Linked DNA regions of Mus musculus: regions 2 and 3 are each linked to region 1. The links are chromatin contacts, called in public HiChIP or PLAC-seq maps. All regions are on one chromosome and are shown on one strand. Each heading gives the region's core, a stretch centred on a gene start, on an enhancer-like site or on the middle of the called end of the contact. The rest is flanking DNA. Distances are from core to core; before and after follow the strand shown.

Evidence for each region. HiChIP or PLAC-seq counts read pairs in DNA pulled down with a chosen protein or histone mark.
Region 2: a FOXA1 HiChIP or PLAC-seq map of pancreatic cancer cells shows a contact between it and region 1. The contact joins the promoter of H6pd here to the enhancer-like site in region 1. A contact is called at or near these places in 2 of 39 promoter capture datasets (the C10 cell line and hippocampal neurons), 1 of 484 Hi-C or Micro-C datasets (embryonic stem cells), 1 of 115 datasets of contacts at active chromatin or transcription factors (pancreatic cancer cells) and 1 of 9 other capture datasets (liver).
Region 3: a FOXA1 HiChIP or PLAC-seq map of pancreatic cancer cells shows a contact between it and region 1. The contact joins two enhancer-like sites. A contact is called at or near these places in 1 of 39 promoter capture datasets (pre-B cells), 2 of 115 datasets of contacts at active chromatin or transcription factors (the 3134 cell line and pancreatic cancer cells) and 2 of 9 other capture datasets (embryonic stem cells and liver).

Annotation. Positions count from the first base shown.
Region 1 is chr4:149,570,378-149,573,244 of GRCm38.p6, forward strand. No RefSeq gene overlaps it. Among named protein-coding and RNA genes, the nearest start is that of Clstn1, 15 kb to the right of the region's middle. Within about 2 kb of position 1,419, at least 91 of the 459 cell types and tissues checked have an H3K27ac peak or open chromatin away from gene starts, as enhancers often do. A contact at or near this core is called in hippocampal neurons and pancreatic cancer cells, where this site is marked.
Region 2 is chr4:150,001,889-150,004,755 of GRCm38.p6, forward strand. H6pd (hexose-6-phosphate dehydrogenase (glucose 1-dehydrogenase)) reads right to left here and starts at 1,348. Exons shown (of 5, transcript NM_001291004.1): 1 at 1,144-1,348.
Region 3 is chr4:149,978,492-149,981,358 of GRCm38.p6, forward strand. It overlaps H6pd (hexose-6-phosphate dehydrogenase (glucose 1-dehydrogenase)), which reads right to left. Exons shown (of 5, transcript NM_001291004.1): 5 at 983-2,867. Among named protein-coding and RNA genes, the nearest start is that of H6pd, 23 kb to the right of the region's middle. Within about 2 kb of position 1,405, at least 206 of the 459 cell types and tissues checked have an H3K27ac peak or open chromatin away from gene starts, as enhancers often do. A contact at or near this core is called in pancreatic cancer cells, where this site is marked.

The sequences.
Region 1 (2,867 bases), core at 169-2,668:
GGAGAAGGAGGAGGAGGAAGAAGAAGAGGAAGAGGAGAGCTGAGTGGCACCCTGTGTGCCCAGCACCCTCCTGCTTTCTTCTACCACCCAAAGGGACCCAAGGCCCAGGCTGCTACTCTGTTCCTAGACTGGGAGCCCCAGGCTTACTGAAGATGGGAACTCACATTAGGGTAGCCCCAGAGGCACACATTAGGAGCAGAACATAGGTCTCTGGGTCCATGTTTCTTAATCTGGAATGTACGAACAACAGTGACACTTACCTCAGCAGCTGTTGTCTGCATTTATCAGCCACGGTGTGCCAACAGTGGGATCATGTGGTACAGCGTGGGGAGCAACCTGCCTTGGGGCTCAGGCCACGGTGACTGGAGAGATTTTCAAGATGATAGGAAGTAAAGGTCTGGGCTGGAGAGATGGCTCAGCAGTTAAGAGCACTGGCTGTTCTTCCAGAGGTCCTGAGGTCAATTCCCAGCAACCACATGGTGGCTCACAACCATCTATAACGGGATCAGACGCCCTCTTCTGGTGTGCATGAAGAGAGCAATGGTGTACTCACATATATACAATAAATAAATATCTTAAAAAAACAAAACAATAAACAAATGATAACTTAATCTTCTCCCCATGCTTGCTCTATGCAGGAGCTGCTCTGACTCTGAGCCTGAAAAAAAGCCATCCCCAACCTTTTTCTCCTCCTTGTCCCCTTTAGGGAGGACAACCCTGGCTGATGGCCCTACTCATGGTCTGGGACAGAGGACAGCTTGGTGAAACTTCCCTCCAGGATGGGCAGTGCCCCCAGTCCAGGCACCTCTAATTTCTGCACCCAGCCTCAGAACAACAGTCAGAGGGATGTATCATCTTCACACTGAAGAAGAATCCTGTCGGCCTGGATGGTGGTGGCTGCTGTTGCTCTAACCTGGCAGTGCAGGAGGATCTGTGATGCACGTGGTGTGCCCCAGGCAGCACCAGGGTGTACCTTGGCTCAGGAGCTAGGAAGTGGGGTGAGAAAACAATGAGGTAGTAAAAATAGTCCTTTGTTTACGTAGTCCACATCCTTGTGTGTCCTTGCATGAAACAGAAACCACAGCCACGAGACTGGAGACTCCGGGATGAGTCTTGGTGGAAGGGGTTCAGGCTACAGTGCAGGAGAGCCTAGCTGGGCAGGAGTGGGTACATACACCCTTGCAGGATCCCAAGTAGCCTCCTAGGTTACCTTCATGGCAAAGGACTTTTGTGTGGCCCCTTAGAGAGACCTTGCTTCCAGCCCAAGCCCTGGACTCTTGAAGGGCCCCGTAGGTCATGACTGCTCCTTCCCCTTTTCCTCTTCTTAGCTTAGGCTGCCTGTTCCCAGGGATATTGCATTATCCTAGGGGACTCGGTAATCTGTGAGCTCATTTCAAGCTGACACACCTACCCAGGAAGTGCTGAAGCTGTCTGCCAAGAAGCGCTGACCTGGTACAGGCAGCCTAGAGTCTGTCTCTAAGGGCTTCTGTCTAGAACCTTCCTCCAGATCTTTCGGGAAATTCCCCAAAGCATGCAGCTACCTACCGAGGTGAGCCCCAAGCCTTTGGCAGGCACCCAGGACTCCCCTGGAATCCTGGAGAGTTAACCCAACCCACTCTGAGCGAACTGGGCTCCTGCCAGGTCAGAGCTGGTCAGGACCTGCTCTCGGCTGAAAGGGCAGAAGTGTAAGATCCAGCCCTGCCCTTGAGTTGCTGAAGTTGCTGGAGACAGAAAAATCCTCATCACCCGGAGGATGGCATGTCATGACAAGCAGAACCAGGCTTGCCAGCAGGGAGGGACACTGTCCCTTTGGAACCTCTGCACATGCCCAAGGGGACTTTCTCTACTTTTCCCTTGGCTGATTGGGAAAGTCAGGGAAGGTACGGAGGCCTGTGAGTCTGATGGTCCCTGGCCCAGAAGGCTTCAGGAGTGGAAACCCCACAGAAACTGATTTGTCCAGACTAGCCCAGAAGTTTTGTGGAAAAGCCAGCTCTGTTCCACCACCATCCCAGTCCCAGTCGGGGGTTCCCCAATATGTTGGAGAGCAGCAACCAGCACCCGTTCAGGCTTGATTTTTTTTCCAGCTCCGCCCCCCCCCCCCCCCCCCCCCCCCGTCGTACACACCACCACCCCCGTCCCCCAAGCCCCAAGCTGTGAAGCTGTGTTTTTCTAGGCCCCTAGGGAAGAGGAGGAGGCTGAGAAGGACTGTCCCGCCCAGTTGTGTTGGCTGGCATTGAGGATTTACCCAGTCCTCCTCAGGAGCTGAGGCTTATGTGCCAGGAGGCAGAAAGGCTTAGGGGATTACTCTCTGGAGGTCAGCAGGGGGCCACACGGGGAAGACTGGGGCACCAAGGAGAGCATCAGACTCACCGGGAGTCAGGGCTGGGTTTGTACCTCCCCCTCCTTCCCATACCTTTCCTTTCGTCTGAGCCTCAGGGAGCCCGTAAGACACATTATTGCCAATTCCTCTTTAACATTCCTATTTAAGTAACTTCTAGCCATATAGATTGTATTTCTCTGCTCCCTTTAAGTCTGGCCCTAACTTGCCTTATCTAGATAATGAAATATACGCAATACGCTGAAGAGCCACTCTGGGTGGCAGCTTTGCAAGCCACTCTGTAGCATTCCAGAGGCGGCTGCCCGGTCAGCCTGTGTCCTGGCAGAGTTCCCTCCTTCTCCATGTATGAGGAAGGAACCACGGTGCTTCAGGCTCTGGGTGGCTCGGCCTTGTTTGTTTCTGCAGAACAACCCTCTGCTTGAGTTGCCTTTGGCGTCTTTTAAGCGGTTGAAGTCTAGGAGGCAGGCCTATGCCTGATCTAACAAAGAGTGAGCTGGTCTCCAGTTCCAATGGCTCTCCAAGGCTGGAC
Region 2 (2,867 bases), core at 98-2,597, 430 kb after region 1:
AATCCTGTCTGGAAAACCAAAACAACAGCTACAACAACAACAGAAGAGGGTGGAAGACAGTTTCCTGTATAACAAATTTTATTCATACCAACAGCTGGAACAGGACATGGTAACCCAAGCCCACAGTCTCAGTCTTTAGGAGTCAGGAGGATTGTGAGTTCAAGGTTAGCCTGGGCTACTTAGCAACCCCATGTCAAAAGAAAGAAAAGCAGAAGGGGTGGGGAGTAGGGTGGAGGCTGGAGAGATGACTCGGCACTTTAGAGGACCCAGTCCCAGCAGCCACACGGTGGCTCGGAACCATCCCTAACGGCAGTTCCAGGGGACCCTACACTAAGTATACACATGGTGCGCGTACAGACATGGGGACACACGAGATAAAACAGGCGGTGGGAGTCAGCAAGCAGGAGGGCACGCGGGCTTGCTCTGGGCAAGAATGCATTACTCTGACAGGCCGTCCTGGGAGAGACTCGCCCTTTAGACAGAGGCCCTGCTAACATTCCAGAAGGGGAAAGACTGATCTGGCCAGCCATGGTGAACAGGGGCAGAGTCCAGCTCCATCTTCCTGTCACCCTCACTGGAAAGAGGCACATGGCCAGCCATCCCAAAGCTGTCCCTGCCCAGTCCAGCAGCACCAAGAGGCAGGGCTGGTGCGGGCTAGTTACAGTCTCTATGCCCACAGACATGGGTGGGAGGGTGAGTGAGAGAGATCAGGAGCCACTACCTACCTCCCCTTCCCTACTCTACCCCCTCAGATACCATTGACAAAGCTGCTTCCCATGGATGGGGCAAGAAGAGGGGTGCCTCTAATCACAGCCCCAGAATCTGGACTTTTAAAAAGAAATTGGGGGGCTGGAGAGATGGCTCTGTGGTTAAGAGCACTGGCTGCTCTTCCAGAGGACCCGGGGTTCAATTCTGAGCATCCACACGGCAGTTCACAACTGTCTGTAACTCCAGTTCCAGGGGATCGGACACCCTCACACAGACACATATGCAGGCAAAACACCAATGCACAAAAAATAAAAATAAATACTAATTTTAAAAGGATTGGAAAAGAAACAAGAATTCAGATGAAAGAACATTTAGAAAATCATCCTTATCAGCCAAGCGTCCCCTCCAGTTCCGGGGCTCCGACGCCAAACTTACCAGTGCAGGCAAAGAACACAACCTGGTGTCAGTCAACCCTGGTCTGCATTTGGTCCCCTCATGGCCAATCTGGGGACCAGCACTTCCAGATGAAGCTCTCCTCTAAGTCCAAAGAGCCCTTTCTCCGGCCTCCTCTAAAGATAACTGGGAGCCCGGAGGAGCACTCAAAGCCCCTTTGAACCTTTTTGCAATGTTTTGATTGCAAAATTTCCGGTATTTTTCCCAGCTGGTTGTTAAACACAGCCATTAATAAAGTGAAATTACATAAATGAATAACCAACCAAATTCCATTAAGAACAAAGGTCAATAGACACTCAAAACTTATGTTTCCTGATCACGGGATCACTTTTTGCTGTCATGTATGCTCTTGATAATGGCTCATTAGGGGGACATCTATAACCCAGATATTGGCAAAGATCATAAATCAAGTTCCCCGGCCCCACCTCCCACATAGCAGCTGCTCAGCACTGGCCAGCCAGTTGCTATCGTGTGGCCAAACCGGTATTTCCTGGCTGCACTTTCCCACCTCACTCCAGAGTGGTCAATCAACTCATACTCAGATCAGAGCTCTGATCACATTAGTTGAATGCTGACTGGGTTTAGGCACATCTAAATCCAACTGGTTTATTAACCACAATTTAAATTACTCCCTCCTTGCCCTCCCCACATCTCCCCTCCCTGTCTCCCCTTCCCTTCAGGTTTGTGGTTCTTTGTTTTTGAGACAAGGCATCTCTATGTAGCCCAGGCTGGCCTCAGGCCTGGTATGCTCCAGCCCTGTCCTCCTTGGCACTGGGATTTCTGGCATGGCCTACCACATCTCTCAACTTGCTTCAAATGCTGTCTCCACCAGTCCCAGTAAACACAACATACTCAGATCATAAACCTTAGCGGTGTCTGGTCTGTTGGCAGATACAGGTGTCCACCTTCAAACCCTATTTGGGGGCAGCTCGGGTGTCTGCCACCAATCCTGATGACCTGAGTTCCCGCCACAGGAACCGCAGGGTAGAAGATGAGATCCAGCTGCACAGCCTGTCCTCTGAGCTCCACATGTGCACACACACACACACACACACACACACACACACACACGTACACACACACACACACACACACACACACACACGTGCACACAAACACAACAAAGCTCACACAGGTTTGGAGCACAGTGTCTCTCACTGCCTCTGTCTGTCCTGCCATCTCCTCTGTCTGGATTACTGCAGAACGCCCCCCCCCCCCCATAGCTTCCTATGGCCCCTGCAGAGCTGAGCCTAGCACAGGGGCCAGAGTGACCCTCACTGTTGGTAAGAAAGAGTCTACACAATCTAGCATCTTACCATCATCTCTTTGACCTCCTGTACTATTCTGGCCATCCTCCTGCCTCGGGGCCTTTGTTCTGGCTCTTCTCTCTGAGCTGCGTTCCCCCACAGGTACTCACATGGCACCTTAGCTCACCAGCTTCAGCAAGACCGCTTGCTCAGTCTGGCTTTCTCAGACCACTCCACAAAATACTAGAACTTCCACTTCCACCTCATGCCTCCTCCCTATTCTATTTCCCTCAGTAGTCCTTTCTTTCCTTCCTTCCTTCCTTCCTTCCTTCCTTCCTTCCTTCCTTCCTTCCTTCCTTCCTCCCTCCCTCCCTCCCTTCCTTTCTTCCTTTCTTCCTTCCTGGTCTCATGTAGCCTAGGCTGTCCTCAAACTTGCCATGTAGCTGAGGTTGACCTTCA
Region 3 (2,867 bases), core at 155-2,654, 410 kb after region 1:
GAGAAGAGAGTATTTTCTCCAGAGCAATAGTAAGCCGGAAATTGGGGCTGGAGAGCTGGCTCTGTGGTTAAGAGCACTGGCTGCTCTTCCAGAGGACCTGGGTTCAATTCCCAGCACCCACATGGCAGCTCACAACTGTCTGTAACTCCAGTTCCAGGGCATCTGATACCCTCACACAGACACATAGGCAGGCAAACATGCACATAAAAATTTTAAAATCATTTAAAAAAAAAAAGAAGAAGAAGCAAGAAATTAACAAGATGGGACTACTTAAAGTGCAGTTACCAGGAACATTTGCCTGGAATTAGAAATCAGGATCTAGCCTGGAGATGCTAACTGGCATGTCGCCCCAAGGAGGACAACTTCTGCCATTTGTATGCCCCTGTGTCCTTCCCATAGTGGACTCACAGGCCTACCCAAGGAACCTGACTCAGCCATGTGAGCCCTTCATGGGTCCCCTGGAAAGGAACAGGCCCCACAGGGTGCTGGCATGGCTTCTAGAATCTAACATACAGTTTCTGGACAACACTGGACATTTTCCCAGTTTCAAATCTTCAGTCACTAAGGCCCTGCCACGTGGCACACTGGGCTATTGGCAGGACAAGGTGTGCCTGTGCATAGCATTTAGCATCTGCCCATCAGTGGGGAGACCACAGAGCCACCAGGCAAGGTGCAGACTTTTGCTTCCATTGTTTCAACAGGGAGTGAGCAGGGTGCAGTTAGAAGATCCCAGGCGGGGTCAGAGCCAGCCCAGGGTTACGGCCTGCAGGCCAGTGCTAAGCCACAGCTACAGGGACCCTAAGGGAGCCAGAAGTGAATCCAGGGAGGGAAGGCTGTGTCCCAGACACAGTGACCACATGTCCCTCTTCCCTTCCCCAGGAACCTGGACACCTTGTCCTGTCTTCCCAGCCTCAGATCCCCACTTCCAGACAGGCAGGAGGCTGGCAAAGGCTGTATTCGTCACACTGTTTATCAACTCAATGTTAAGTGGTTTGCAAGCAACAATTTTTTAATGAAAATTTTTAAAAAAATAGAGGGTATCCCAGGTCTTAAGGCTGAGAGCTCCTTCCTGAGACAGATTCGTACACAGATGTGACTGATTGGTAAAGCCCTGCTGGCTGTGGATGATGGTTCAGAAAGTCTGAAGAGCAGCATCTTCCGTGGTCCTGGCTCTGAACATCACTCCTTCCTAACCCGGGGCAGAAAGGGAAAGGGCACACACAGGTGCATGCCAGAGAACACAGACAATGTCCCCCACCAACCTTTCCAATGAAATTTTATTTGTGCTTGCTTCCGGAAAGGAGATCTTTGGTATTTCCCCCACACTGGCCTCCCCTGTGCAGAGACTCCCCACAGACAGAGGCGAGTCATTCATCTGGATAAGAACGGGACATTCTAGGCTCAGGCTGGGCAGTGACTCACCGTTATTCAGAATGGTGACACAGAGCCTGGGCACCCTCTCTCCTGAGGCATGCAAGGCCCCTTGCTCTCTGATGTTGCAACTGCAGAAGGCCGAGTCCCTAAGAACTGATGAAAACGCACTGGGCTAAGACGCCTGAGAGGCAGTGAGCAAGAAAAGCGAAGAAAAGACGTTTGGCACTAAAACCCGCCTCCTGGGTGGAATGTGAGTGGTGGCACGTGGGCTCCCCCACATGGCTAAAGGTGGAACTTCACCTGCGACTACCTGCATCCAAGCCTGAGCAAAGCAGGCCAGGAAAGGACCCCAGGGCGTTCCTCTTTTCTGCCAAGGAATAGAGGTGTTCTGTCAGTCTGGGTCACTGGAGGTCAGAGTAAGCAGAATTTCAACAAGAGTGCCTTTCATACAGAGCCCTCAGCTCAGGCTACACTCTATGCACACATCTCTAGTGAAAGCAAGAATTCTTTTCCATGTGCTGTCTGGGAGAAAGTACAATCAAATAAAAGGAGAGAAACAGATTTCCTGACGCTCCTCATCACAGGAAACCTCTCTATGGGAAAATTCTGAAAGACACGGAGACTCTGTGACTGACACATAGGTAACTGTGAGGACGGGCCATCCTAACCCTTCTGGGCCTTCCCTTGTTCACATGACTCAGCAGGAGGCCTAAATGAAAACTGTATGTGCCCTGAAATGTTTATGTTGTTGGCCCTGGAGGGGACTGAAGTTAGGAGCTGCCTGTAGTGTTCCCAGTGGTACCAGGTTCGTCAGTAAGAATGGTGGAGATGCCCGGCAGAGGAGGGGCTGCTGCCAGACTTGAAGCCAGAGAGAGGTAGTGTGAGGAGGGCTAGCTGCAGTCTGCCCTGATGCTGGCAATTGGCCACATAAGCCCTAGAAAGAGGCTGTGATCTGGAGTCACCCCCGACCCAGGAGCAGACAGAGCCCTCCCGTCTAGATAGATCAGAGATGCCCGACAGCCCAATGACAGCATAACAGTTCTTAGTGGGAAAGGGAGCCCCGGTCTCTAGATCTGGGGGAACTTCTGACGTGGCAGTGTCTGTGTCTGTAGAGAGGGAGAGGCTGAGGGGTAATGGGGAATACTGAGGACAGTGGGTGTCCTCCCAGAGTAGACAGAAGCTGCCCGGAGGAGCGCTGGATCTCAGCTAGGTGCACAGAGGGATGATGGGATACCAGAAGAGGCAAGGCGCCCGGTGCAGGCTCAGGATTGTGTCTACTCTGCTGGCCTGGCTCAGAGCAAGACATTCACCAGGAGTCTCTGCACCCTGCTCCCCATCAACACTGGCCCCTCTTTCCACAGAAACCAGTTTGAAGATCGCAGGCCAGTCTTGGCAGGCCACTTTGGTTCTTTAGCGTGGAGCCTTCGCCCAGTCTTACTGTGTGTTGTAGCTACTGGTGTGTAACTGCTGGAGGCCTTAGTCCCTCTCCTATC